7 separate regions of the Mus musculus genome follow, and all the other regions are linked to region 1. The links are chromatin contacts, called in public Hi-C and promoter capture Hi-C maps. All regions are on one chromosome and are shown on one strand. The core of a region is the stretch at or near the end of the contact, and the rest is flanking DNA. Distances in the headings are between cores, read along the strand shown. Region 1 has its middle 6.5 kb from the start of Allc. Region 2 overlaps Myt1l (myelin transcription factor 1-like). Region 3 overlaps Myt1l (myelin transcription factor 1-like). Region 4 overlaps Myt1l (myelin transcription factor 1-like). Region 5 overlaps Myt1l (myelin transcription factor 1-like). Region 6 overlaps Myt1l (myelin transcription factor 1-like). Region 7 has its middle 22 kb from the start of Gm15691.

Evidence for each region. Promoter capture Hi-C pulls out the DNA fragments that hold promoters and counts their contacts. Hi-C and Micro-C count contacts between places; a contact is called where the count stands out from the background.
Region 2: a promoter capture Hi-C map of hippocampal neurons shows a contact between it and region 1, with 9 times the contacts expected there. The contact joins two enhancer-like sites. A contact is called at or near these places in 2 of 39 promoter capture datasets (hippocampal neurons and liver), 2 of 484 Hi-C or Micro-C datasets (cerebral cortex and cortical neurons) and 2 of 115 datasets of contacts at active chromatin or transcription factors (astrocytes and differentiating embryonic stem cells).
Region 3: a Hi-C map of the N1E-115 cell line shows a contact between it and region 1, with 3 times the contacts expected there. The contact joins two enhancer-like sites. A contact is called at or near these places in 6 of 39 promoter capture datasets (the 3T3-L1 cell line, 3T3-L1-derived adipocytes, embryonic stem cells and 3 more), 1 of 484 Hi-C or Micro-C datasets (the N1E-115 cell line) and 1 of 9 other capture datasets (liver).
Region 4: a contact with region 1 is called in a Hi-C map of cortical neurons. The contact joins two enhancer-like sites. A contact is called at or near these places in 8 of 39 promoter capture datasets (the 3T3-L1 cell line, the HPC-7 cell line, cranial neural crest and 4 more), 4 of 15 datasets of contacts at CTCF or cohesin (embryonic stem cells, large pre-B cells, pro-B cells and 1 more), 45 of 484 Hi-C or Micro-C datasets (the AML12 cell line, B cells, the Ba/F3 cell line and 32 more), 5 of 115 datasets of contacts at active chromatin or transcription factors (astrocytes, bone marrow-derived dendritic cells, differentiating embryonic stem cells and 2 more) and 2 of 9 other capture datasets (adipose tissue and liver).
Region 5: a contact with region 1 is called in a Hi-C map of cerebral cortex, with 4 times the contacts expected there. The contact joins two enhancer-like sites. A contact is called at or near these places in 4 of 39 promoter capture datasets (cranial neural crest, liver, maxillary cranial neural crest and 1 more), 13 of 484 Hi-C or Micro-C datasets (the HPC-7 cell line, cardiomyocytes, cerebellar granule neurons and 8 more) and 1 of 9 other capture datasets (liver).
Region 6: a Hi-C map of cerebral cortex shows a contact between it and region 1, with 4 times the contacts expected there. The contact joins two enhancer-like sites. A contact is called at or near these places in 5 of 39 promoter capture datasets (the 3T3-L1 cell line, cranial neural crest, frontonasal cranial neural crest and 2 more), 1 of 484 Hi-C or Micro-C datasets (cerebral cortex), 1 of 115 datasets of contacts at active chromatin or transcription factors (bone marrow-derived dendritic cells) and 1 of 9 other capture datasets (liver).
Region 7: a Hi-C map of cerebellum shows a contact between it and region 1, with 4 times the contacts expected there. The contact joins two enhancer-like sites. A contact is called at or near these places in 1 of 39 promoter capture datasets (the 3T3-L1 cell line), 1 of 15 datasets of contacts at CTCF or cohesin (pro-B cells), 10 of 484 Hi-C or Micro-C datasets (B cells, the N1E-115 cell line, cerebellum and 5 more) and 1 of 9 other capture datasets (embryonic stem cells).

Annotation. Positions count from the first base shown.
Region 1 is chr12:28,587,140-28,590,889 of GRCm38.p6, forward strand. No RefSeq gene overlaps it. Among named protein-coding and RNA genes, the nearest start is that of Allc, 6.5 kb to the left of the region's middle. Within about 2 kb of position 2,367, at least 93 of the 459 cell types and tissues checked have an H3K27ac peak or open chromatin away from gene starts, as enhancers often do. A contact at or near this core is called in the N1E-115 cell line, cerebellum, cerebral cortex and 4 more, where this site is marked.
Region 2 is chr12:29,700,720-29,704,800 of GRCm38.p6, forward strand. All of the region lies in intron 3 of Myt1l (myelin transcription factor 1-like), which reads left to right. Among named protein-coding and RNA genes, the nearest start is that of C630031E19Rik, 16 kb to the left of the region's middle. Within about 2 kb of position 2,067, at least 76 of the 459 cell types and tissues checked have an H3K27ac peak or open chromatin away from gene starts, as enhancers often do. A contact at or near this core is called in cerebral cortex, cortical neurons and hippocampal neurons, where this site is marked.
Region 3 is chr12:29,787,685-29,791,671 of GRCm38.p6, forward strand. All of the region lies in intron 8 of Myt1l (myelin transcription factor 1-like), which reads left to right. Among named protein-coding and RNA genes, the nearest start is that of C630031E19Rik, 100 kb to the left of the region's middle. Within about 2 kb of position 2,272, at least 65 of the 459 cell types and tissues checked have an H3K27ac peak or open chromatin away from gene starts, as enhancers often do. A contact at or near this core is called in the N1E-115 cell line, where this site is marked.
Region 4 is chr12:29,870,956-29,874,709 of GRCm38.p6, forward strand. The region is part of intron 18 of Myt1l (myelin transcription factor 1-like); the gene reads left to right. Among named protein-coding and RNA genes, the nearest start is that of Gm46346, 42 kb to the right of the region's middle. Within about 2 kb of position 1,701, at least 83 of the 459 cell types and tissues checked have an H3K27ac peak or open chromatin away from gene starts, as enhancers often do. A contact at or near this core is called in the N1E-115 cell line, cerebral cortex, cortical neurons and 2 more, where this site is marked.
Region 5 is chr12:29,822,571-29,826,358 of GRCm38.p6, forward strand. All of the region lies in intron 9 of Myt1l (myelin transcription factor 1-like), which reads left to right. Among named protein-coding and RNA genes, the nearest start is that of Gm46346, 91 kb to the right of the region's middle. Within about 2 kb of position 1,746, at least 15 of the 459 cell types and tissues checked have an H3K27ac peak or open chromatin away from gene starts, as enhancers often do. A contact at or near this core is called in cerebral cortex, where this site is marked.
Region 6 is chr12:29,739,308-29,743,432 of GRCm38.p6, forward strand. The region is part of intron 4 of Myt1l (myelin transcription factor 1-like); the gene reads left to right. Among named protein-coding and RNA genes, the nearest start is that of C630031E19Rik, 55 kb to the left of the region's middle. Within about 2 kb of position 1,369, at least 22 of the 459 cell types and tissues checked have an H3K27ac peak or open chromatin away from gene starts, as enhancers often do. A contact at or near this core is called in cerebral cortex, where this site is marked.
Region 7 is chr12:30,035,359-30,039,276 of GRCm38.p6, forward strand. No RefSeq gene overlaps it. Among named protein-coding and RNA genes, the nearest start is that of Gm15691, 22 kb to the right of the region's middle. Within about 2 kb of position 1,508, at least 68 of the 459 cell types and tissues checked have an H3K27ac peak or open chromatin away from gene starts, as enhancers often do. A contact at or near this core is called in cerebellum and cerebral cortex, where this site is marked.

The DNA of each region.
Region 1 (3,750 bases), core at 1,117-3,616:
GGGACCCAAGCAATGACTCATTCAGTAAAATCCTTGCTTTGCAAGCATGAGGACATGGGTTCAAGCCTCTAGAACCTCCTTGCTTTTTAATCCAATAACTAGAGAGATGCCTCATTGGCTAAGAGTCCTGGCTACTCTTGCAGAGGACCCAGGTTTGATTCTAGAATCCATATCAAACAGCTCACAATCACCTATAATCCCAGGTCTAGAGGATCTGGCATGCTCTTCTGGTTTCCATAGACACCTGCACACATGCGGTGCTGCAGACAATCGGGCACACATCCATATACATGAACTCTTTAAATCTTGTTTTTTTTCAAAGCCAAGTGTGGTGGTACTTGTAATCAGCCTAGCAACTGTAGGCAAATGAGAGACTGGCTCAAAAAACAAGGTAAACAGCACCTAGGGAATAACACCTGAGGTTACTTTACACACACACACACACACACACACACACACACACACACAGAATACAGGAAGGAAGGTAGGAAGGGAGGAAGGAAGGAAGGAAGGAAGGAAGGAAGGAAGGAAGGAGGGAGGGAGGGAGGGAGGGAGGGAGGGAGGGAGGGAGGGAGGGAGGGAAGGAAGGAAGGAAGGAAGGAAGGAAGGAAGGAAGGAAGGAAGGAAGGAAGGAAGGAAGGAAGGAAGGAAGGAAGGAAGGAAGAAAAGATGTAGGAGTGATATTACACAGTAAAATCTATACATGATTATTGGGTGTATAGTTGCCACCATCCCACTTAGGGACTTTCCTTCCAAAACAGAAACTGGATAAATGCATGCTTTTCCAGGACCTCTGTCTCCAGAGCAGAGCACAGATGCACACAGGCTGACGGGGTTTTTTTGTTTTGTTTTGTTTTGTTTTGTTTTGGACTTGTGCGGTGCACAATCTGTGCATCACATGTGGCCCTGACCCCAGGTACGGAGACACACAGATTTGCCTGCAGGCTCTGTGTGGGAAAGCAGTGATGTACAGGCACATCAGTAAGCCAGCTTCCATGGCAACAGTCTCAGCAGCCTGGCAACAGCATCCACAGCCACAGTAGCCAAGGAACCCACACAGATCTGCACGCAATGTATGCAATGTGATTCATGGGTTTTGTTCCTTCCATAACCGGTGCATCAGGTTGTTCCTGTGGCTTCCCAGCAATTTATTTCTGTGTGAATTTACCAAACTGATCTTTCTACTTACAGCTTAAGTAGCATCCGCTTTGGAATAGGTCTGTTTAAGTGAGTTGGGTTGAACCTGTTGACTGGGTCAGTGGTTAGCTGTCTGCTTGTGTTTTTAACTGGACCCCAGCTAGAATTTCCTGAGATTTCAGTTGAGGAGTTGCCCCTATCACATTTGCACATAGGCAAGTCTGTGGGGTGTTTTCTTGATGTGTGATTGATGTGGGAGGGACCCGCTCACTTTGGGTAGTGCCACCCTGAGCAGGCGGTCTTGTGTTCTGTAAGGAAGCAGGCTGAGCAAGTCGCGGGGCAAGCCAGGAAGCAGCATCCCTCCATGGCTTCTGCTTCAGTCCCAGCCTCCAGGTTCCTGCTTGAGCCCTATCTCCCCTTCATGATGAACTGTGTGGCCTGTGAGCCAAATAAACCCTTTCTTCCTCAAGCTGATTCTGGTGGTGGTGTTATCACAGCCACGGAGAAGCAAACTAGGAGAGCGCAGGGCTCAGCTTCCTCCCGGCCACATTCCCCTGTGGGCACACAATAACAGAATTTGCTCTCAGGGTTCCCAGACATCCTTCAGTCACTGTGTGACATGTAGGCTAGAGAGGAGAGCCTGATCAGCTGGAACGGCCAGGTGAATGGCTGCCCGTGAGAGAAATGATAGAGCTGAGCCCGACAGAGCAGAAGTACCCTACATCCATCTCTCCCAGGATCTTTTCCACCAGCCTGGGTGAACCTTTGCACTGGGACTTCAAGGTGCTGGCCATGGAATCTAGACATGCCACATCCCTCCACCTACAGCCATGGCCAGGGCGTTCCTAACTAGCTTTACATTCGCTCTGCCTAAATGGCCACTAGGCTTGTGCAAACACACTCCAGTGGTCTCTTGAGGGTGGAAAACCACAGAGATAGGTATGGATGGAGCCATTTTCTGAAGAAGGGCACCATGGCCTTGGCCTCCCTTCCTAGCCTAGAGTTCTCCTTCCCCACTGCTCTGCCCTCCTTTGTTCTGCCTCTCTCCCTCTCCTCTCCCTTTCTCTCTTACTGACTCTCCCTCTCCCTTTTTTTTCCCTGTCATACTCCCTCGTTCTTGAACACATGCACAAGAGAGAGAAAGAGAGACAGACAGGCGGACAGACAGACCTACCGACCGACCAGAGACTATTTGCTAGTGCCCCGGCACTCCTCCAGCTGGGCAAACCTCTCTGGCTTTCTCTATCTTTCCCACTGGGTGGCAGTGTGGCACCATGCATTGACATCCCTGACCCACGGCCCGAGGCTGTCTCTTTGCTCATCTTATCTCAGCCTGTACTCCTCAGAGGATTCTAAAGAGGACACCCACGCCAGCTTTCCGGTCACGCCTCACTGCGGCACCTAATGAATCTCAGCTCTCGCCTGAGCCGCCACAGCCCTGCTGCGCAGCCAGCCCCGCCCCCACCCGCCCCCGGTCTGAACTGAGGTTCCCTCCTGAATCTCGGGAAGGGAATTCAGGACGGAGGTCTGGCTCCGCGCCCAGGTGTTTGTACCTAACCTGATCTGCTTCAAAGCAGTCACCGTAATGTAAATGTACCAGGTATAAACAATGGCTAGAACGCCGTTGCTATGTTTTATATTAACACAAATTTGCCTAAATGGAGCTTAACAGAGGAAACTACAAGGTGCCTGGTACTTCTAATCTCCCATAAGGTGCAGAGCAGAGCAGAGCTCTGGTTCACCTTCCGTTCCAGTTAGGTATTAATGCCGATGCAAGCCTAGGTATGAGAGTAAGTTTGTAAGACATCCTAGAGCAATGGTTCGCAACCTTCCTAGTGCTGCAACCCTTTAATTCAGTTCCTCATGTTGTGGTGACTTACATTCGTAAAATTATTTTGTTGTTACTTCATAACTGTAATTTTGCTACTGTTATGAATTGTAATGCAAAATATGCATGTAAATGTCTCATCCCAGCTTGGGACATGGCTGGGCCAGTTGCTGTGAACATACAGCTGCTCGCTCAAGTTGACTTCAAGAGGTCAAGGCGTTCATGTTGGAGAAGGGAAGGGGAGGAGAGAAGGGAGGGCAGACAGATCCCACTGTACAGGAAGATAAAAAATTCCCTCAGGCAGCCCCCGGAGCACTGAGAACTAGGCTAGAGGGCGTCCCTGATGACCCTCTACCCGGTTATACGGCAGCACTCTCACACAGAAGACTCCAAGGCTCACCCTCGCCTCCAGGATAAGTGGACACGAGGCAAGGGAGAGATTCCACGGGCAGCAGATGCCACGGGTGAGCAGGGAGATGTAGACACCTCCTCAGTGCTCTCCAGGGCCATCTGGGTCCGAAGACATGCCCATCCCCCACCCCGACCTGGAGCAGAGCAGTCTCACACACTGTGGATGCTTAACTGGACCCGGGTAGAGTCTCTTTCCCATTTGACTGCCATATATGTCAAGATGTTACTCAAGCACGTTGAAGGCAGCCCAGCCACTCGACAGCTAACTCCACCCCTAAGAGGGAAGATGCAGAAGGATGCTGTTCGCCACACTGACCGCTGAGAGGCAGACTTGTAAGGGATGAGGCTAGACCACCCATGAATGCTCCCTGGCA
Region 2 (4,081 bases), core at 817-3,316, 1.1 Mb after region 1:
TGAGGATGAGGTGAGGGTGACAGTGAAGGTAAGGGGGAGATGAGGGTAAAGATGAAGGTGAGTTAAGGGTGAAGTGAGGTAAGGTAGGGTGAAGATGAGCATGAGGGGTGTGCTAAGGGTGAGCTGAGATGGAGCTGAAGATGCAGGTGATATGTGCTGAGGTGACCATGGGGGTAAGGGGAAAGATGAGAATGAGGGGAGGAAGTGTGAGGGGAGCTATGAGCTGAGGTGATCTTGGGAAAGGGACGAGGGTGGGGTGAGGTGAGATGAGGTGGGGTGGGGTGGGGTGAGGTGAGGTGAGGTGAGGTGAGGTGAGGTGAGGTGAGGTGAGGAGAAGTGAGGTGAGGTGAGGTGAGGTGAGGTGGGGTGGGGTGGGGTGAGGTGAGGTGAGGTGAGGTGAGCTGAGGTGAGGTGAATTAAAGTGAGGTGAGAAAGGAATAGCTCCCATTTCCCTCCCAGCTCCCAGTCCTCACATTTTATCTCCTGGAGCATAAGCATGTGTTTCTTCTCCTGGGTAGCAGAGGGCCCAGCCCTGCTTGGCTATGACACCCAGATCTTTCACAGATGCATCTCATCACCATCAACTCGGTCCCAGACTTTCTTAAACTCTAAACCTTCTTCCCTTGCACCACGGCTCTCAGTTCTGCAGAGACCAGGAACTGGACAGAGATAGCAGCTATACTGCCTCCATTGTGTTATGGCACTTCCATCGTTTAAGGGAAACAGTCGGTCTGGATGAGCAGGTGGCAGTTTAGCCACCTTGCCTCAACAGCAAATGACAAACAGGATCTGAGACTGGTTGTGAATAAGTCTTTGTGCCATGTAACAGGCAAGGGCTGCAAATGTGAGCACAGGGAATTTTCTGTGAAAACCCTGTTTTTTTCTGGGTACTTTTTCCTGAGATTCCATGGTAAGCCTTACCAAGCTTTCAGGGTTTAGGGAATGGTTTTCCAATGTTCGGTCTTCCAGACTTCCTTTTATGCTTTTCAAACTGAATAAAAACAAAGAGGCCAAAAAGGGAAGCTGCCCTTCCTCTGAAGGGCTATATCTAGATCTTTCATCTTGCTGAAAATCCCGAGATGGTCTGCTGAGAAGCAGGACTGAATCTGCTTCTGCAGGAAGGTCAACACTGGATGGGCAAAACCGCACCTGCTCCTGTGATTTAGTAACTTCCACTAGCGAGTGGCCGCTGGGGCTAAAGAAATCCTGTCGCTGTCACAGTGAGAGTGAACAAAGGAGCTAGCCTGCCTACCTTTGGGGGGAGGGGGATGGAAGCCACTGGGTCTTGTCTGTGCAGTCTTAGCTTTGTTTCCAGGTCACCAGTGCTTTTATTGTTTAGCCTACTGGTGCTATGAGGAGTTCTGAGGTCCCTGCTGGGCTGGGCTTGCTGTGGGAGTATCCAGACCTCTCAGCCGTCAGCAGGCTGCCTGGCTCCCAGGAGGTCACTTCAGGCCTGGCCATCTAACTTTAACAGCTGTTGGCATCTCCTCATGTCCTCACAGGCACTGATAGAAGCAAAAACATTGCAAATCCTGCTCCCTCTGTGGCTTGGCATGGCCACATGTCCCCAACTGCAGCAGACAAGAGGATAAATCCTGGTTTTTGCAAAGGCTACCATGCATAAGCTGATAGTCAAAGGATCTTCCAGTTCTTCCCAGGGTGTCCTAGGATCCCAGCCTTTGCTCTCTGGGTACCAGAAGCAATTTTCTTTTCTCCACATTTGTGACATCATGTGTTTCCACACATCACTAGACAGTCACTGAGAGAGAAACTACCTACTGTGTAGAATGAGGTGAGACTGGTGGCTCCGAATAATCCACTGCAACCATTCATTTGAACTCTGCCTAGGTTGTCTGTGTGACCCTCAGAAACAATACCATGTAACCTAACTCCTGAGTTGCACAAAGCTATTTCCTTTTTGTTCATATTATTTGAAAAGCATAAAATATTTGTACTGGTAAAAAGGTAATTTTGTCTCTTAAAGGCCACAGGAAAATGAGGCCTGTATGTCCCTTTGTCCAGTGTTTAGTTTTTGGCAGCCTGCCCAGGATTCAGCTCCTTCCCATCTCTGTGAGGAGAGACTGAGATCAGCCTAGGAGCTAGGCACAGATGGGAGTGTTCACGGAGCACTCTCCGGCTGCGAGCACATATCCTGCAGAGTGCAGAAGTCTCTTTGGGAGCCACACGCAAGTGTAACATGGGGATATGTTTAAATAGAAGAGCTTCAAAACCAGTTTTGTCTAGCCATATGTGAAGGACTGTGCACAAAGGAGCTATTTCTGGTGCTCTGGGCTCAGCAACCCATAGTGAACCCCGTAGTAAGCTCAGAGCATCTCATGACCAATGGCCTTTCTCCCGAGAGTGAATCCCACAGGAACAGCAAGAGGGATGGTATGGGAACAGGGACAGGGGGTGGAGAAACAGGAGTCAGTGAGGGAGGCCTCTGAGTGCACGGCACTGGAAGTGTCATCAGGAGGACCTCACCAGCTGACATCCATATCCAGGGAAGGGAAGGAAAAAAGAGGGAAGTAAGCCAGGGCATGATGGAGTATCCCCAGCACAGACAACCAGCCAGAAGCATGGAATCCCTTTGGAGAAAAGTGTTTGCTGCCCATCCCTCTAGCCTGGAGGGGATGCAGAGCCTGTATGCTCAGTGACAGGGGCTGAAACTCCCGGTTCAGATTCCCTGGCTCAGTGCTGTTGGGGAAGCCAATCTTTGCACCTAGTGTCCCCAGCACTACTTCCTGTTTGTGGAACAACAGGAGAGCCTTGGGGGAAGCCTGTGTGCTGTGGAGGGCACCTTCCCTTTGGTAGAAATTGTGTTTCGTGCATCTGACAGACCAAACAGCCAGCTGTCTGTCATCTCATGACTCAGCGTGATTCCTAACACTTCATAAAAGGAGCAGATGTGTTTCGCTGGCATTTCATGGGGGGGGGGGGAAGCTACGATGACACTTCCAGGTACAACCCCACCTGTGTTTGTAGAGTGGTGCAATGTTTTCTTGGCTTTTGATCAAGAAACAGCACAGACGCTGTGGCCACCCACCCATTGTGAAGCTCACATTCTGACTCCCATGCCGTTTAAGTACAGGATACTGTGGCCTCCCTCACAGGGCTGCGGTGACCACTGTACTAACAGAAAGAGGAGGCACAGTGTTATTAATAGTTTAGAATCTAGTGCCACTTTGCTCCCAGCAGCTCGGCCCTTTAACTGTGGGCTGGTCCTGCTGCTACAGTGGTCCCTCTCCTCACCTGTAATGGGGACTTTTTTTATATCCAGTACCTGCTGCAAGGGGAGGGCCTGCTATCCCGCTCAGGACTCCTGCCCTGGGTCCATTTACCAGTCACTTATGCTTAGACTGGAAACTCATTGACAGCATTTTCTAAAGGATACTCTCCCAGAATTGGCCTACTATGTGCAATCTCTCTCTGAGGAGCACTGTCTCATGACATTGCAGTTGTCTTTGGGGGGGGGCGGGGAGGGTTCGAGACAGGGTTTCTCTGTATAGCCCTGGCTGTCCTGGAACTCACTTTGTAGACCAGGCTGGCTTCGAACTCAGAAATCTGCCTGCCTCTGCCTCCTGAGTGCTGGGATTAAAGGGGTGTGCCACCACACCCGGCTAACATTGCAGTTGTCTTATGCCACCTTCTGTGTTGCCCAAGCTGAAGTAAGCAAGCATTCTGCACACGCAGCCTGCAGACTAGAGGCCTCTTTTATCTGTCCTCATGCTGTATATTCAGAGCAGATGGTACTCACTTGCTGTTTATGCCACAGCCAGTGATCTCTGTTCCCCCATGCTATAGAAGGAATGAAAGCTCAGAGAGGTTGAGTAACTCTGCCATGGTCACAGAGCAGCATGTTAGAGCATTGCAGTTTCCAGGGTAAGAAGCCATCAGATAGTTTTAAACTCCTGTTTAAAACTATGGTAGACACACTGTGACTTTTGTGGCCTTCCTTTTCCTCTTTTGACATGATTTATTTGTAGTACCTGGGACGAGCCTGGTAGAGATGACTATGTTCCCAGACTAAGGACTCCATTGGCTGTTACCATGACACACTGGAGCTGGCTACACCAAGCCC
Region 3 (3,987 bases), core at 1,022-3,521, 1.2 Mb after region 1:
GTTCCTCTGAGCGACATCCTCTTGGCACTGAACACCAGTGATATCTGAGCATTGGATTGCTGACAACAGGGATCCAAGCCCAGCTGCCATTTTAATGCCCCTGTCAGGTAATTTGGGCTTGGCTTCTCAGAACACTCACATAGAACATACAATGGCCTTCACAACTGTCACTAGACTGTTCACCCAAGTCTTCCCTTTGTCCTGTATGTGTTTTCATGTCACTAGTTGTGAATATGACAAAGTCATGTGTGCAAGGATGGGACCTAACACAGTATGCTTTGAGGGTTGGAAGCAGTTCTTATATCCTGAACCTCTGGCCTATTCTACACACAGTGAAGATGGCCTCCCTTTGTCACCTACACTGTCTCACTGTGTGTAGCTCTCTGTGTGCAGCTACCCTGCTTCTGTAAGACTATAAGACTCATCCTACTTTGTGCCAAGAGAAAGCCAAAGACACTTGAGAATCCCAAATGTATGGTGCAATTGGAGTTTCACTTTTTAGACATGTACAGAAAACCTCAGTCATTCTGAGTTCCTGAAGTCTTAGGTCCCAGAGCCTGGGTACCACTGCACTTTCTACCCAATGTGCCCAAGCTGGCTTGTAGGACCTGCAGGCATTTAAAGTGACAAAGACTAGGTCTTCCTTGCATGCCAGAGTATGGGAAATGGGACATTTGTAATTCACCAGTGTGACGTTCAGCAAGTTGCTCTGTGGCTTCCTCCTGACCTCACCAAGCAGGTGAGGGCCCAAGGTTTAGCATCTCAGCAAGTGGCTCTTTGTTAGCAACTCTGCAAGTGTAGATGGCCCTTCATAGGCTTCAGAAGACCCTAGCATTGCACAGGCACAGGGTGGAACCTGTCTCTGGACATTTCAGGTGTCCTTCCGAAAGCTGAAAGCTGGTTCTTTCTGGCTGGATGGCAAACAAGTGAAAGAAACAATTGCCAGCCTTGACGGTGTGGGTGTGGCCCAAATGCCTCATCAGCAAACGCCATCATTCATCTGGAGTGTTTATGAACCATCCCTGAGACATGAGCTATGAAGCCAAATGTCCAAAAGTTCCCACAGAAATCTATTTTCATCCTTAAAAATCCCTGCTACTTTATTTTTATTAACATTGTTTTAATTTTCCCAACAAAATTTTGAAATAATATTTAATACAGGTTGGTTTAAATACTATGTAAGAACTGGAATTTAACTTTATTCACAAAAACGTTATGTGTATATTCTTGAAATGAATTAGATTTGCTTGTGCATAACTGATTTCTATAAAAGCTTCCCACATCCCCAGGGGTGGAGAATAAGGGGCTCACGGCCTGGACATATTTGCTACCTGTGTGTTTCATGAGCCTTCTGGACTGATTTGAGAGTTAACCAATTTCATTTACACTGAACTCTTTACTGAGATATTGTTTACATGAGTCATTAGTGAAGCATGGGTTCTTGCTTAACTAATACGTTAAGCATAACTTAGGCTTGCCGTCTCTGAGCACTTCACAAGCACCCTGAAGTTAGGGGATGAGAACAGCTATATCTCAGCCCTCACCAATTTAGCAAACACTGAGCTAAATCTTTCAGTTCCCATTTTTAAATTTACAAGCTTCAAATGGTAGCTTTTCTTTTTTTTTATTAGGAAATTACTGGATCCTCGCTAGCTTGTTGTGCGTACTCCTTGTTCAAATTCTCTTCCATTTCATGCACCTTTCCACCCACCAGCGTGATTGCCAGGGCAGCCGGTGGGTGAATAATTGCCTGTCTACACAGGAGCTTGCTTGGGAGCTAAAGTGGAGGGCTGGCTTCCTGATGTATGCACGCCTCATTTGGATTCTGCCAACAGCCTCGGGGTGATATTATTCATGCCTTGACAGAGAGCACTCACTAAAAGCTTTGGAACCCAGCCAGGTACTGGCTGAGAGATAGGGGAGCAGTGCAGCTTGCAACTGAGAGGAGCATCCATAATCCAAAAAAAAGGGGGGGGGGGAAGAAAGAAAAGGGAGAAGGAACAGAGAGAGCCCCTATGCCATCCTCTTTGCTTTCCCTGGCTTCATGTAGATAGAAATTTCATTTGCATTGAAATAAAACACCCTAAAAATAATTGCATTTTTTCCCAACCACGCTTGAAAGTTTAACACAATTTTCCACGTTTAATTGCAAAGCTGATTTTAATTAGTAAGGCCCCGCATGTGAAAAATGAAGATCCACTTGGGTGCATGGATACATTGCAGCGTCTGCCGGATGTTCTAATTAACGACGGGGCTGCCTTGCAGCAGGGCGCGCCATGGGATGTTTATAAGGGATTCAGAGCACACAGCCACCTAGCCAGCCTATCTGTGTTTACTCCCCTCCGATCTTTATGAGGCATCATTGTGCCTGCCGTCACCTCATCCATAAGCTTTATGGCATGCCTGTCCTTTTTACTGTTTGTCACCAATTCTGTAAATCACGAGTCAGGGCATACATATTTTAACATTAATTTGAGAGCAGACCACAGCAGTGCAAAGAGAAAAAAATGTCGAGACCTAGGGATTTATCTGGGTGAAGTAGCTGTCCCTGATCACTGCTACTCTGGGTCCGTACTAGGAGCTGTATGTGTGCAGATACATTTGGGCACCATCATTTTGGACTGTGGTAGCAGTTAACCTTTATTATTACAGTAAATCCTTTATTTTAAAAAGTCTCTGGGCCATTTTTCCTAAAATAAATAAATACAATAGAATAGAATAGATAAATAAATAAAAATAATAATAATAAAAAAGTCTGCTGCTGTCTGCCACACATCGGGCCCCTGCATCCCCCATGACTCAGTGGATTTGATTCACAAAAAAAAACATATTCATAATATGTTTATATGTATTCTTTATGTTTGGCCAATGGAATATACATATATATATATGTGTATGTATATACATATATATATATATATATATACTTATTCTAATAATTCTAATTTCAAAGAGAGGAAGTCATGTTCTGGCTCTAAGGGCTTTGATATGAATAGGTCAAGTCTGGATTTAGCAATTAACCTCATCCTGACAGCTTGCTTGATGACCAGATACATATGAACATAACCACTTTGGAACATGAGCAGAGTGTACACCAGAAATGGATATGTAGTGTGGCTGGTGCTGACCCACCAAAACGTCCATGATTCACTCTTAAACTCATCTGTGAAGGAGTTATGGGAAACAGCAGCTATTTCTCATATCTCCATATGCCCAGAGATGACATCTATGGAGGTAGTAGCTTGCTTGTAGGCAGGTGCCAGCGGTGCTGGCCCGGCTGTGCAGTAAGGAACAGGATCCTTCAGATCCTCAGTATTGTGACTCCAGCCAGTTCTCACCTAAGAGGTGGTATCTGCTGACAATGGCTTTCTTATGGTTGGCAGTGTGACTCTGAGGGCTGGGTTGGAGGCTGCATTCAGAAGATGCTGCTGGGAACATCTTCTCAGGGATGTGTGTCCCTATGTATTAGAGAGGCGGGGAGATAGAGATGAGGTATAGGGAGGTGGAAGAATTCAGGCTTCCAGAGGGGCTGATTTAAGATGACTTGGAAGACTGCTCCATGACTGGTACATTCAGCATTTCCCATCAGTATCCAGTCCATTTCATGTTGCTGCTACAAAATGCCCCAGGCTGGACTTGGTGATTGACCTTGTATGTGGGAGCCTGAAATGGAGACCTGACTCTAGTAGGCAGGAAAGCAGAGGCTGAAGGGGACTCAGCAGCTCAAGTTCTCCAAACCCAAGGCCAGGTGCCAAGGGCCTTGTCCTGAGTGGTTGTATCCCCCTGATAATGCTTTTCCTATAAGGCCCATCATCTTAAAGGCGTGAACACCTCCCCACCACAGTGCACCCAAGTGGAGGGAAAGCCACGTACAAGCAATTACACACACTGGAGACTTTCACAGAACCTCGTATTAGCAGTGCTGACTCTTGTTCTTTCCATCCATGCATCTGTAATGCAACTGTCATCATTTATATTCACACTGAG
Region 4 (3,754 bases), core at 451-2,950, 1.3 Mb after region 1:
ACAGTTGGTTTTAAGTTTGTCCCTTTTGGCATCCTATGGCCTGTGGCAGAGTGGGTAAGGCAGGAAAGCTGGTGAAAGAAGTAGAAAGGGAGTGGATGCTTCCACACTAGGCACACTGTTTCACAAGCATCAAACTGTCACAGAAAGGTGACTTCTTGGAGGTCATAACTTTCCAAGGCAAACATTGCACTCGAATAAATTTGCTAACATTGCCTTCCACAAAGATGTGATGTTCATTCAGTCTTTCCTATCCAGAGGAAAAAGTATTGCTGGACTCCTTTTCTGTCTCCAATAGGCAATGCTGATCTGTATGAACACATAGGTCCCCCTAGAGCAAAACAGTTTAGATTCTATAATGGGTCTGGCCGGTATGGTCTTACCCCCAGGAGAGGCATCATGGTCTCCAACCCAGATCTTATTTCCTCCCTGATGGACAAGAGACAGAGGACAGGCTGGCTGAATAGGAACTTCGTATCTGTATCCCCTCCATCTCCAGAGTGCAGTACTCCCTTTACAGTCAACTTGTAGATCAGGAAAGACATACTATATCTCTGTGGTCAAAGCCACACATACTTACCCATGCACACTTGCCCTCATGATGCATACACCAATTTGCACATATGAACACACATGCATGCACATGTCACATGTACATGTTTAATTGTGTATATATGTAGTGTCATGCACACACTACATACATATACATACTATATCATATATGATATATACGCATGCCACAAATATAAACACAACGTGAATATATGACTCATAGATAGGTGCACACACACACACACACACAAACACACACTAACACTCACTCTCATACACACAGAACCAACACATAAGGGCAAGCCTAGAGTGATTCATCAGGTTGATGAGAAGATGAGACCTGGTATTTCAGGAGACCCTCCTCCCAGTGTACTTTCCAGAAGGCTGTTTACTGGTTCCCTGGACCATTTTTTTAAATGACCATAGGGCAGTCCTCTAGCACCCCAAAGCATAGGACTCTGGTGAACATGCTTTAAATAAGACACCGTGTTATGTGCAAAGAAAAGTGCACCAAGTGATTTTGACCTACACTTGACACAAGTATGCCCTCTGATCTCTGAAATAAGGTGACCAAGACAATACCATGGTGGCCTGTGCCACAGTCTGTCCTATCTTGCAGGGTGACCTCTTTGTCTAGAGGCCCCAGAATCTAGGATTCTATGGAAACTTGTAAAGGCAAGGGCTGAGGTTCATACCTGAACTTAAATGAATCCAAGCCTAGTTTTGTGCTAGAGACTGCCCTGCCTACAAAGGAGCCTCGCTGTCTAGAGGCTGCAGAGCCCAAGATTCTGTTAACAGATTCTGTGTTTGTACATTTTCCCCATTCTACACGCTCCTTATAACGTGCAGTGAGCTAAGCCCACTTCATTGGCATGCCTCCACCCTCCCTGGGGCATGAGGCCACCTACCCCTAGAGCACCTCCCCATCTCTTAAATGCTGGCTGCTCAGCACCTAGGAACCTGATCTCGCTTTTAAAAGAAAACACAAAAACCTTGCACATTGTAGAATCAGTCTGCACCACGGGGATGACTGAGAAAACTGGGAGCCTGGCAACCAGGTTGCCATAGCAACTCACTCCCTCTTCCTGCTTCCCTTTGCAGCCTCAGGGCAGGCCTAGCCTGGCACAGTGTGCACAGAACAGGCAGGATGTAGAACGCCCCCACTGCAGCAGGAGGTTTCTGAGCCTTCTCTCAGGCTGGCGGCATCTGCCAGCATCCTGAGTAGAAAGGAAGCCCTGAGGCCTGCTCCACACAGGCACTGACCATGTTACCACTACAACCTTATCTCCTTAGAGAATTCCCAGTTATGCAGGAGGCCCTTCCTTCCCTCCCTCCTCCCCTCCCTCCCTCTCCTTCTCCCTCTCTCCCTCACTTCCTTGTCATACCTATTCTTCCCTTATAGCTTACATAAGACAAATCATTATAAAAACGTGATTCCCTTCCTAAGAGGCATAATTTTGGTATTAGCAGGTGACACTTCTGTTAATATTCATACTGGGACAGGCACATCTTGAAATAATTATCTTAAGAGTAGCCAAAGTCATTAAAGGGTCAGTAAATAAAGATGCTGTTAATATTTGTGCTAGCCATGTCAGCTAACCCACAACATGTTCTTTTATTCAGAACAGTTGAGATTCTCATATTAATGGAATATAATGAATTCAGTGAAGACTGTACAGCAAGCGCCTGTGCCTATATGTTTGCATTAATGGGAATATCTATATTTAATCACCAATTTTTATTGCACATAGATCCTGCAATGTGCAGAAAAGCCTAGTGCTACCCAAGTCCTGCTCTCCAAGTTCTCACCTCCCCTTACCCTGAGCCCCTGCACTCCACTGCCTTTGACACCTGCCCCTCCTTGCCTGACCTCCTGCCAGCATCTTCATGACAGATCCTCTCTCCAGATGTGCTGTTGTACCCTTGAGGACAGAGTGCTTGTTAAGACTGGGTAGTTGGCAATTCAGAGTAGCCTGGTAGATGTTAGAGCCAAACTCCCAACAGTGGAATTCCTGATAGGAAGGGGAAGTATAAGAATAGACATTGTGAGCCCCAAGCCAAGATAGAGTGCCTCCAAGGTCCTGGTCCTGATGTGGGTCATCTGATCCTGAGAGTCCCTCCTGCCAGTGCCCATGTCGCCCTAATATTATACCAGGGGTTTGGAGAGTCTCCTTGCAACTCAGCAGGCTGTAGTTCAGGCTACCCTCTTCCCTTATGTTGCTCTTCTGCTGAAGTAGGGTCCCCCCTCTTTGCCCACCCCATAACTTTTAACGTTGTCATCATCATCTACAATGAGGAGAGCCTAGACATAGATGGATATGTCTATACCAGTCTTCCAGGTCCTGGCAGCACTCCCATTGTCCTGGCTCTCCTCCTAAACCTGTATTAAATAAACACTCTTAGGCATATATCTATATTCCAATATGTGTTCTTCTACCTGGGCTTGCTCCTCTTCCCCTGGGTTCCTCCGTTTCCCTATCATTTTTTTCTCCAGATATATGCTTTTGTGCTTCTTATATTTGCTAGCAGTACATGTTCCCTATCAGCACCCCTCTTTCCTCTCCACTTGCTCCCCTCCCATGCGCGTGAGCACACACACACACAAGCATGGTGAGTAATGCCTTGATTCTCAAGCTGAACACAGGTGGGCACTCCTCATCTTGGGAAAAATCCCTGTATGCTTCTTTCCATCCTCTCTGAGGGAAGGCAGACTCTGAGTCAGGAAAAAGAACAGGGGTCTGGTAGGATATAGACAACTTGCTTCAAGCATGGTGACTGTGGTCTGAAGGTATGCTTGTCTGGATGGTTATCTAGACCATCACAAGATGATTCCTACATCACTCTAGAGGTCACAGGTGTCTTTCTGCCCAAGGAACACTAGGTGGGCTCTAATCAATCACCAAAGGTCACTAGCTACAGAAAATGCAAGGATCTCAAAAACTAGCTGATCTTAAAAAGTAAAATCAAAACAAGATCTAAACTTGCACACCCCTGACTTCTGTGGCCCTAACTATAATCCTATATGCTGGTATGCATGTAAAGATGGATGTAAGACTTAAAAAAAATATATCCACTCTGAGAACAGGATGTTTCAACACTTAAGTAGGCCTGTCTGGGTATGTCTGTATTTCCATAGTGCTGTGAGCTCTACAAAGTCAATGAGCCTGAAAGACTAGGTAGGGTTTCTGCAGAAAATCAGGCCCTG
Region 5 (3,788 bases), core at 496-2,995, 1.2 Mb after region 1:
CTGTGGCTTTCTGTTGTTGCCTTTCAGGAGTAGTAGCTACTAGAGAACCTTTCTTGGGGTCTCTACAAAGATTAGGAAGGACAAATAGACCATAGGACTGGGCTTTGTGTTTTGAATTCTACTGGGTACACGCACATACAGACACACACACACACACACACACACACACACACACACACACACACACACCCTGCTCTTCACTGTGTATGAGATTTGGTATGTGGAATATGTTTGTATGTGACTTGATCAGTACCAGATATTTTAAAAGTTCTATTTCAGACACGCTTTTTAGAGACAAACTCTACTACAAAGCCAGTGCATGGAGTTCCAGCCATTCTAGGAAAATCTTCCAACTAAGTGATTCTGTCTGCTCTCTGTGTAGTATAAAAATATTTCTAACAGTCAAACTTAGAGGAGGTGAGTTGTGGCAACAGCATTTATAAAGCCCTCACGGGAAGAAAAATCACTTGTGTAATCCAGTTAACAAGGAGGCTGGTAGCTGACTGGTGATCACATAGGCAGATCTGGGCTCAGCCACAAAAGCACCTCTATCTCTAGGCTCGTTTTCATCCTTTGGAAGTAGATCAACCTAAACTTCTCTGATTTCCATTCCCATATGAAAATTCTGATTTGCCTCGGAACACCTGGGCCTGGACAGGTTGGGAGGCGGCCCGGGTCTCAGCCTGGCCCTGGTACTCTATGAGATGACTAATCTCAAGCGCAGTGCAACAGAGGGAACACAATATCCTCTCTTCTCAGCACACTGTGGTATCCATGTTCCTACTTTTTACTGAGAACATAAACATGTGCATTTATTTTCTGGAAAATGCTTTGTTCATCACAAATGTATCCCCTGACTTTGAGAGAACATTAATCACTAGAGAGAAACAAGTAATATTGACTCCTGAAAGTTTTATAAGTTAGAATATTTGTACCTCATTTCTTGTCCTTGACTAGTACAGAAAATTCTGGACTGTTTGCCAAGACCCATAGTTATGATGGAGTCTTTTCAATGGTAGCCTCGGCAGAAAGACAACAATCTGGTAAATTATCTGAATACGGAAAACCAGACATGGGATTCTAAACACTTACCATGACATTCTAGTCAAGGCCAAGACAGGGTGCTTGTTTAGAATCGGTTTGCTAATGACTTGGAGCCTGTTTGCCTCCATTTAGTCCACATAATTAGGAGTTAACTTTAGGGGAAGCCTGGAAACAGTTAAATACTGGTAACCATAGGAATTCTATTAAACTGTAAGGGTTTTGGCCCTAAATGTCATTTTCTCAGCCACTTCCACATTTGCGCTGTCATTCACGCGGCCTCAGATGACACTGAGTATTAGTAACTTGAAGACAGGCCAAATCGTGCAGCACTCTCTGTCTTCAGATGCATTCCCCATAGCGTTTCCAGATTCCCTCCTTGAATAGGCTAGCTTGTCCAGGCATCTGTTCTGGGAGAGAAAGGATCAGAGAACAACTAGCACCCATGCCAGGCATTTGAAATACATGTAGTCTGTGTGCCTCACTCTGGGGTTTGTGGGAATTTGCGAGAAGGGGGCAGGCAGATAATTATCCCTGCCATACAGATGAGTTCATTATGACTCGGAAAGGTCACTACGCAGCGAGAGTGATGAGACCACTTGCATAACTCCTAATGTCGTATCTGCCTCCCTAGAGCACCAGAGTATGTGCAGTGTTCTCCCAATGTACTTCCCTGTGAGAGGCAGGCCTGCTACACATGATGGAGAAAGCCTGGCACTTTCCTGGTACTCAGACAGAGAAGGGGCCAACCCTGTCTCACAGTTAGTTCCTCAGCTTCATGAGTCAGCATGGCTGGGATACTGTGTAGGGCAGCTTGTCCATTTTCTTTTCATCTTCTTGGGGAAAGGTGACATAGAACAATAGTAAAGGGCTGAGATGGACTCCTTAGCCACGCCATGTAGAAAGCAGGGCAGGCAAAACCCTGAGGATGATCCTGCGGTGAGTAAAGGGAGGGTTAACAGCATTACACCTCCCATCTGCTAGTAAAAGGCTCATGAGGGCCTTGTCCTTTTCCAGCGCAGAAGTCATTTCTGACCTTAGAGATGCAGCAGGGATTCGACAGGATTTCCCCCCTGGTTATTACAGTCAGTGACGTCCTCCTCCTGTGTGTGTCCATGTGGGTATACATGTGTGTGCAGGTGTACATGTATAGATGGCAGCCGGAGCACAACATAAGTGTCTCCCTCTATAACTTCCCACCTTAGTTTTATAGACAGGATCTCTCACTGAACTGATCTCAGTAATTAGGCTAGCTTGGCTGGATACCAAGCCCCAGGGACCCTCCCATTGCCATTTCCTCAGTGCTGAGATTACAGGCATGTACCACCACACTTGGCTTCTATGTGGGTGCTGAGGATCAAATTCAGAACCTTATGCTTTCACAGACCACTTTCCTAACTGAACTTAGACATAGGGGGAAAAGAGAACCTCCCTAAACTGTCCTCAGACCTTCACACATGTTGTGGCACATGTACCTACACATCATCAAAGACACACAAATAAAATATAATGTTTAAGTTTTTTAATTTTTCAACTTGTGGCACATACTCTCCACTTCTAAATCCTGGTTTAAAAATTCATCTCATGGTTGATACTCTATAGATAATAGTGACAATTACCCAAGATATCACTGTTGCTATGTATGGATAGAATAGCTTTGTAGTTCCCAAGGACAACCTAGTGATAGCCCATGAAAAGTGTATAAATCAAAAGAATAAAAAAAAATCACATTTCCAAAAACTCATGAGAACAAGATGTCCTTAACCCTTAAAAGCTGAGCTGCCAGTCAACAGCAAGGTGTACATCTGTGATTAGCCTTCCCACAGTTGTGATTATGTTTGCTAGCTCTCTTTTCTTTCTTTTTTTTCTGTTCTTTGATGACATTTTTACCCTTATAATAAGGAAAATGGTGCAGGCAGAGTGTGGTGAAATGAAGAGGTTTGTGTCCAGAGAGACACAGAATCTGGTTCACACAGCAAGTGATGCCCTCTAACTAACACATGCTGCTGTTTAGAGAGTGGGTCAGATCCTAAATATTTGTTGACTCCAGGTGGGATGCTATTTTCAGTTATTGCTATATTGAGCTCCAAATCTCTTTTTGCTAACATGAACCTTTTCTGCATAAAATCCATAGCGAAAGCACCAGAGGTTCAGTATCTCGGCTTTAGTCAGCTGGTGTTTGTAACTAGTCGATATGCCTCATTCCTCCAAATCATTATCAAACTCTGAAAGTTCTCTAGCATTTGAATCATGGAAACAAAGGACAGATGTGAAATGGCATCCATTAACCATCCAACCAAAGGGGAATGTGTTTGAAAACTCATTTATTATTATCTATGTTTCGCAATGCAGATGATAGCAATTGTGTAGAGTTGTGAATAGAGATTCAAATCCCAACTGCTCTCTGAGTGAAAGCCAAATGGGTACTGATGAAATAGAGGGTTTCCGTCATGCTTAACATGGACTTTGAAAAACACTTTAAGTATTCTGAGGTTGAGTACATCTTATTCAGGTTTCTTCAAGCCGATGAGATGTGTGAATATATTATTACCACAGGTCAAATTAAATGAGAGACAGGTGAGTGCCACAGTTAACCAGCCCCTGCTAACCCAGAGACATTTGACCACTGTGCATGCCCAAATTGTTCAGACAGAAGACAGGCAGCCTTTGAGCTCTTCCTTCCTCATGTCACTGTAGAGCTCCTGTCACTTCACTGTGGGCCTCCAATCACTGACTGGAAGCTATCA
Region 6 (4,125 bases), core at 119-2,618, 1.2 Mb after region 1:
ATGGCTGTCATGATCATTGCATTTATACCCCTGAGGGCTATGGTAAGGGTCAGATGAATGTAAGTGGCACTTGTCACATGGAAAGCCTAGTAGAAGTGTAACTATGTTTGTGACATTTACTGAAGTTTTACTGGTAAGAGCAGGGTTTGGGGAAATAACACAAACACTCATCCATGGGAGACTGCCTAAGAAATTGTGCTGCATTTATCTCATGAGACACTATGAGATTTTAATGAGTTCGATTATATGAACCTAACCAATCATCTCAAGATATGATGTTACACAAAACACTACAGGATCCAGAGATTTGTGTAGTGTCATTTTGTATTTTAAAAACACCTTTATTTGTGAGTGTTTGCAAGGGAAGGCAAGGCCACAGGGGAAGGCAATGGAAGGGGCTCCCTCAGAGGGGAGAGATTCTTTTGCATAGCCTAGTGGCAGATGTTCACAGGGCATGGTAATATGCATGCCGGTGTTCTTCCTTATAAGTAATGATGATCGTGTTAATATTCACTGAATTTTTGCAGAGAAACTCTGCAGACCAGCACAATAAAAGCACCCCAAAGACACAAGCTGAAAGTGGCTCTGTGGAAGAAGAAGGAGTCCCACTCGGGGAGTGGCGTGTTCCCTAGACATGCATCAGGGACACAGCAGAAGAGAATGCTGAGGTAGAGTGCAGTGGTATATGGTAGAGTGATGTCCATACAAAGCACAGAGAGAGCTGGCTCTGAGAGAATGGGGCTCTCACATAGAGCTATACAATCCAAACCCATGGAAGGGGACACAGGGACAGGAGGCTCCTTGAGAATAAGGCAAGAGACTTGATGAGAATTAGAGCACTGGCTTGGGAAGAAGCGCTGAAGTCTCGGTGCATGCATGGGCCAACCCTGTGTGAGTGGACAGAAGAAGATATTCCCAGACATCTTCAATACGCTACTCAGCCCTCCCAGAGCCTCATGAGGAAGCAGAGGTGAAATCAGTCCACAGCAGAGGGTCTATTCCAATATGGTGTTTTGTGAGCTGGTGGGTGGTTCAGAGGATGATCTGTAAATTACTCAGCTCTTGCCCACATTTTCCATGTATCACTCTGTAGGAACCTGTCCCAGGCCCTCACCCAGCAGGCTGCTGGGCCAAAGCTACTGGGTACTGCTGCTTCACTACCCTGGAGGGCAGGTAACACCCATGCAATGCTACTCAGCCTGCTGGAAGCCTGCTTTAGAGCCCATACTCTCCACAGAGTGAGGGATGCAGCTCATCTCCAATCATTTCATGGGAGAATCACACGCCCGACTCTCATTAGTGCTAATGGCAGCTTCTTACATAAATTTTACAGGGAGAGAATGTGGGAGGCAAGCCACTTTCTTTTACTCCTCACAGGTTTTCTTACCACAGGCTTCATCCCTCTAGTCTGGAGCTGGCTTCTGTGTGTTATCAGGTACCTTGCACTCGAACTGCCAAGTCTCTTTACTACTTGGTGATGGACTGTAAGCAGCACTCTGTGCTCACGTGTTCAAACACCTCCTACTTGTGCCATCCGCCTGGCAAGCACAGAAATCCAATTAGTGCAACGGATCCAATGAATCCCCATGTGTCGCTTATACCTGCTGTGAATGTCACTCCGCTCAGTGATAATGGGGCCTGGTCCCAAAATAGAGGGAGGGAGTAGAAGGCCAGGAAGACAGAGTCCTCAGTGAGAGCTGAAGTATATTTAAAATGACTACAGACACCAGCCCCTTCTGAAGAGAGAGCCAGCCTGTGATGCCAATGTGATTTCAGGCAGAAGAGGCTAGATATATCCATCACCTGGTCTCTATCCTCTCTGGGTACAAGAGGACGAGGCTCCACATGCTCCTGTTATCCAGCATCCATTCTTTCCCCAGAAAGATATAAATATAAAGCACAAAAAAAAATAATCAGTCTCTGTTCTTCAAAATGATAATCTGCGTCTTCCTCTCTGTTTTAAGTATCTTCAGTGGTCAATTTGATCTAAGCCGTTAGTCAGCTGGCAAGAGGAATCATACGGAAGAACTGGCTCCATCAGACTGGCCTGTTGCCATGTATCTGTTGTGATATTTTCTTGATTGTTGATTGATGTGGAAGGGCCAAGTACACTGCGGGTAGTGACACTCTGAGTAGGTGGGCCTGGTATATACAAGAAAGGTTGCTGAAAATGAAGCTGGAAGCATGCCTGTAGTCAGCGGTCCTCTCTGTTTACTTCAGTTCTTGCCTCCACATTCCTGCCTCCAGATTCCTGCCTGGAGTTTCTGCCTCGGCTTCATGATGGGCTTTAACCTATAACTCAAATAAGCTCTCTTCTTTCCAAGTTGATTTTGGTCTTTATGTTTATTGCAACACACCAAAAAACTTTCCAATTAATCAAATATCCCCTTGGTCCCAACTATGGCCTCATCTCTGACAAAGATGACATGAAAATCAGCATTTGTTCCTGGATATTCAGATGACAGACTTTTGCATACATACTCACAACTCGCACCTTTATCCCCCATACCGCAAACATCACAGGGCACTGAATGACCTGCTGCAGGCTTCTCTGCAGATTTTGGTGGTGGGTGTGGGTGGGTGTGTACACAGGTGGGAGCATTTTGGGGGTGGCAGTGTGCAGAGCAAAAGACACCCTTTGTGAGCCTTCTTCCAGGCTGGGACAGAGGCTAATCCATGGTCTGAGCACACCACTGGAGCCTGGATCAGCCAGTACTAAACAGAAAGCCTGATGTTTGAGGAAAGAAAAAGGCTAAGATGGGTGGCCTCCCTCACTGCGCATGGAAGAGAAGGGAAAAGAAGAAGCTGTGGAGTATGAGGCTTAGAATGGTTCCACAGCATACCCAAGAAATGATAGACTATATGCGAATGAATGGTAGGCAGGTTTAAGAGACTACTTTACCAGCAAAAATGCCACCATACTGCAAGCCTGGACCATGCATGTTATCTCATATGACCCTCATGCACCTGGAATGATGGCAGTCATGATGACTGCTCAGCAGAGGAAGTCTCAAAGATATAGGTTGGTACAGAGCTAGGCTAAGGATGGAACTCGGGCTTTGGAGGCCCCACTTTTAACTGTTACTCAGTATGACTCCCCAGGGGCCAGAGTGATGAGAAAGTGAGGAAGGATTAGACAGACGTATTCTTCAGCAGTGGAGGGCCACCATTTACAGGCCCAGGGACCCTACACTCCATCCCTGCAGAAGCTATTGCTGTCATGGGTCTTTTTCTGATACAGCAGTAGGCACAGTCTCTAAAGACAATGAGGAATGGAACAAGGCTTGAGTGTATTTTAGGGAAAGACAGGCAAGAGGGCAGCAAAGGGGATTCATGCAGGCACATGGCTACCAGAGGCAACAGAGGCTCATGTGAGTAGGGTATGGTCTTCTGGTATATTCTGGCCTTATCCTAATGAAGACATAGCACAGTAGGAAATAAAACTGAGGGTTGTGCTTCCTAGGAGAAAACAACAAGCCAGGGAGTTCACAGGCTATTACAGTGATTCTACAATGACTCTACAACTGGTATGAACAAGATGAGGTACTGAGGGCCTGCAAGAAGGTAGCAGATACACTTCAAGAAACATTGGCCCTTGCATGTTTGCTCAACAGCTTGTTGAGGTCAAAGTGTGGGAGAAAGAAAGCAAAGAATTTAGGAGGGTAGAGCCCTGGTAGAACCATGAGTCTGTGGTGACAAGCATGGTATTGCTGTGGGCAGGAACTTGCTGCAGAGAAGTCAAGGGATCCAGGATTTGGAGGGTCCATTGGAATGAAGACAGACATCTTGTGGACTATTGCAGAGTGTGATTTGGCAACAGTCCCTGTAAACTAGGAGCTAAAACCCTCAAGGAAGGTTTCAGGGACCACATGGGGAATATGTGTGAGGTTAAGGTGAATAGAGAGTCAAAGATTCAGAGAGAATAGGCTGGAATCCAGTACCAAGCATTCCCTTCCAGCTTCTACCCAGGTGTCAGGCCTGCTAGAGGTTTATGGAGACAACATCAAGATGCTGACAAAGTGGATACAAGGAGAGAACTCCCAAGAGCAATCCAGAGGTGAAAATTCAAGAACGAGGAATAATCACAAGTTAGGGTGAAGATATGAGAAGGCAAGGACAGCTGAC
Region 7 (3,918 bases), core at 258-2,757, 1.4 Mb after region 1:
CAAACCACAAACACTTCCCACGGGCCCAATTATTAAATCCCATAGTTGGGTTTTCTTTTTTTTCTCTTCACATCTCACAGAGGGATTAGTTTCAACACAGGAAGACTTGAGAGACCCACACAAATTCCATCCAACTCAAAGCAAGCTGTCATAACCAAGCAACACAGACAGGCAGCTCAAACAACACAGATGTTTTCTCACCATTGAAGGCCAAAGTTAGAGATGAAGATGCTGGCAGCTTCCTGTCTCCTGAGACTCCCTCACTGGCCTGTGAAGGGCATCTTTTCCAGTGTTTTCACGTGATGGTCCCTCTGTATTTTTCTGTGTCCTGACCTCTCTGTAAGGACCCCAGTTGCCTGGATACCAGAGTGACTTCCTTTCAACATAATCACCACTATAAACTCCTACTTCCAAGGACAGTTACACTCTTGGGTGCTGGGTCTGAGATCCCAACTTATGCATTCAGGGCACACTACAGACCTTAAAGATGTACAAGGCTGGAGTAGAGGATGCCAGCCACAGACTGAGTTTGCTTGTCTGTACCTGGAGCAAGAGAAGAGTGCTTTACCTAGAGCAGAGCTCAGGCAACTTTGCCCAGCTGCTCACCAGCCCAGCCTCTGGTCCCAGCTACCCTCCTTACCCCACTACCCACCATGACCCAGTCATGCTTCCCTGCCTTAGCCTCCCTGTTGGCCTATTGTCTCCCTGGCTTAGCATCATTTGTACCAGCTGGCCTCACATGCTGACAGCCAGCTCCAGCTGGGGTCTGCAGTCTTTCTCTGCTGTTCACAGGAAGAATTAGACAAGGATAATAGACTTTGCTTTCCTCAGTTTCCCTACCTGTATCTTTGGGTATGAACAAGGTGATCTAGATTTCCATGTGGGTATACCCAAGTGTCTCTGGCCACAAAGGAACAGTTCAGGGACTTCAGTGACTATCAGCCAGGTTGATGACAGAATGCATGTCCCAGGGACTCATGGATGCCAGGGAGAACATGGTCCCTGATTCATCCTATAACCAGCTGGAGCCTCTGTGGCTTGGGAAGAAACCAGATTGTCTCTTGGGAAATGAGATCTTGCTTGGACCTAGAGTTAGACTTGATCCTCCTGCTGTGTAGAAATGGACATTCCTGTGAGAAACTCCCTGTGCACAGTGACCTAGCCTTGACCTGAGGGCAGAGAAATGCAGTCTTTATTAGTCCAGTGTGTGTGCATTTGTGTGTGTGTGTGTGTGTGTGTGTGTGTATGTGTACATGCACATGAGTATGTGTCTCTCTGTGCTTGTATACAGTGCATGGGGGTACACGGGGGAGTCCTCTTTGGACAGAAAATGCATCTTTAGAGAATGACTCATTGATTTGGGATAACCTCAACACCCGCCTTCTCAGTACAGTGTCCACAAAGGCCACGAAGCGTGGGAAATGTGTAGCTAGGCAGCTTAGGGTGGCCTGGCAGGGCAGCCAGAGCAAAGAGCCAGGGAGGCCCCTGCTCTCTCAAAGCCTATTTCCAACAAAAGACTTTTGTTTTTCTCTCCAAGCCCCTGTGAGCCATGTGGGACTAGAGGGCCAAAGTCTCTGCTGTGGTACTTTCCAGGGAGAGGTGCCAAAGAAGGCTGAGACACTGTGGTCACAGCTGTCCCACAGATGAAGTGGGTACCCCTGAACAATGGGGTGGTAAGCATGGAGGCTGGGTATTAATGAGGCTCCCAGCTAATTTGGGAGGACCTAGCATCCTTTCAGAATATCCTGGTGGAGTTAAGTGAGGCGCTTAGTGAAATGCCTGGCCCAACTAAGGCAGGGAGGCAGAAAAGGCGCTCACACATGCCAGTGGCCTGCCTTTACTTTCCAGGGGAGTCTGTATTCTTGGCTTCCTGTAGTAACCTGGAGCTTTATTTGCCCAGTAGGCAGGATCTGGGGCCAGGGAGGGTTGGCCTTGTTCCATGTCTCTGCAGGGACAAGGCCTGGGATGGTGTCTTCCTAAAACTGATACCTCCTTGAAATGTCAAAAGAGACACTTTAAAGTTTAGGTTCAACTGAAGTGAACAGCTCTGGGCTGCGTTCTGCACCAAACCTTGAAGACGGTAATGGTTTGCCTAGAGGAGAGTGTTTCTCATCATGGGGTTTTCCTTTATGGTCATTCTCTACATGTTTTGATGTCCAGGGACCCCTCTGCCTGTCCCTGAAGCATAGCTTTCCTATGGAGCTTGGCATGGTGGAGACCCTGGGAGATGGGGAGGAGAAATGGCATGATGAGCTGTCTGTCCTGCTGCTCTGCAGATGGACTGTCCTCCTGATAGCTACTCAGCTACTTGGCCTCTCCACAAACACCTCAGTGGAAAGCCTGGTCCTGGGAGGACTGTGCTAATCCATTCCGCGGTTAGCAGAAGAAACTCGAAAAGCCATGTTCATATTGACTCAAATGTGAGGTGTGTTGTTTACTTGAAGGTTTGGAATGTGGTTCCTGGTGGTGTGCTGGTGAACCTCGATTTATGAGGAAAGCTCCCATGGCCATAACTGAATGCTAATAGCTTCTTAGACACAGCTCTGGGCTGTGCGGAGCTCACCCACCAAGGACACTCAGGCTGGCAGCCTCATGGTTTTCTCCACTAGACTTGCTGTTATTGCACAGCTGTACCAGCCTGGCACTCTTTCTGTTGACATTCAGGCTCCTACTAGTGGGAGTGGCCATGCCCAGACCACCAGAGGTCTGCTGAAGTCAAGAGCTGCTGGAAGCTCTGTAAAGCAAGGGCCAGAGTTCCAGAAGAGAAACACTTTTCCAATGTTTACCCAAATCCCCAAGATTACATGGAATGTGGGGGCTAGCCTATCCATGGGGGAGGGTCCAAGCCCCAGCTCAGGGCCAGAGAGGGACCTTATAGATCAAAAGTCTGTGATGGATATTTTTAAGTCTACTCGACATAAGCCAAAGTCATCTGAGGGGGAGGGGAGCCTCAATTAAGAAAATGCCTTTATAAGATCAGGTTGCAGGCAAGCCTGTTAGGGCATTTCCCTAATTAGTGATTGGTGAGGAGGGCACAGCCCATTGTAGGTGGTACCATCCCGAACTGGTGGTTCTGAGTTCTATACGAAATCAGACTGGAAAAACCCACAAGGAGCAAGCCAGTAAGTATCACTCACTCTTTCATGGCCTCTGCATCACTCCAGGCTCCAGATTCCTGCCCTGTTTGGGTTCCTGTTTTGATGTCCTTTGATGATAAACTTTGATGGGGAAATATAAGCTGAATAAACCCTTTCCTCCTCAAGTTACTTTGGTCATGGTGTTTCATCACAGTGACAGTAACTCTGGCTAAGCTAGAGGCTGGCTAACATGGAAATCTATCTGTAGAACGATTCTTCAGCCTGGGCTGTTGTTTGTGAAAGCAAATGTTGTGGCCCTCAGTTTCCTCAATGTCTCTGCTGCCTGGGTCTCTCCCAGGTGCTAGGATGATCAGTCCCCAGGATGCCGTATCCAGGGTGTATATCTTTGGAGGTTGGCAAGGAAAGATCAGATCAGAGACAGAGATGAAGAGAAGATAGTAGACTTCCCCAAGAGGTTATTGAAGTATTCCTTGCTGTGTGTGAAATAGGCCTAAAAAAGGCTTTCTCTGGGAAGAGACCTAGAAGCATGGGGGAGCACACTCTCTGAGCATCCATCTGCTTTCCATCATCTGCACCAGATGTTACATCTACAGACACCTGGGATGAGGGAGGCAGGGAGCATAGGAAAAGAAGACCTTTCCAAAGAGACAGAGAGACGATATTGCTTTAGTGTGTGTGTGTGTGTGTGTGTGTGTGTGTGTGTGTGTGTGTGTGTGGTTTTTCTGCACAGGCACAGGGCGGAGGAACAGCAGAGCAGAACCAGAGGCACAGGTGATCAAAGTCTGCCTTGCTCAGGATTGCCTGTGTGCTACCTGGTCTC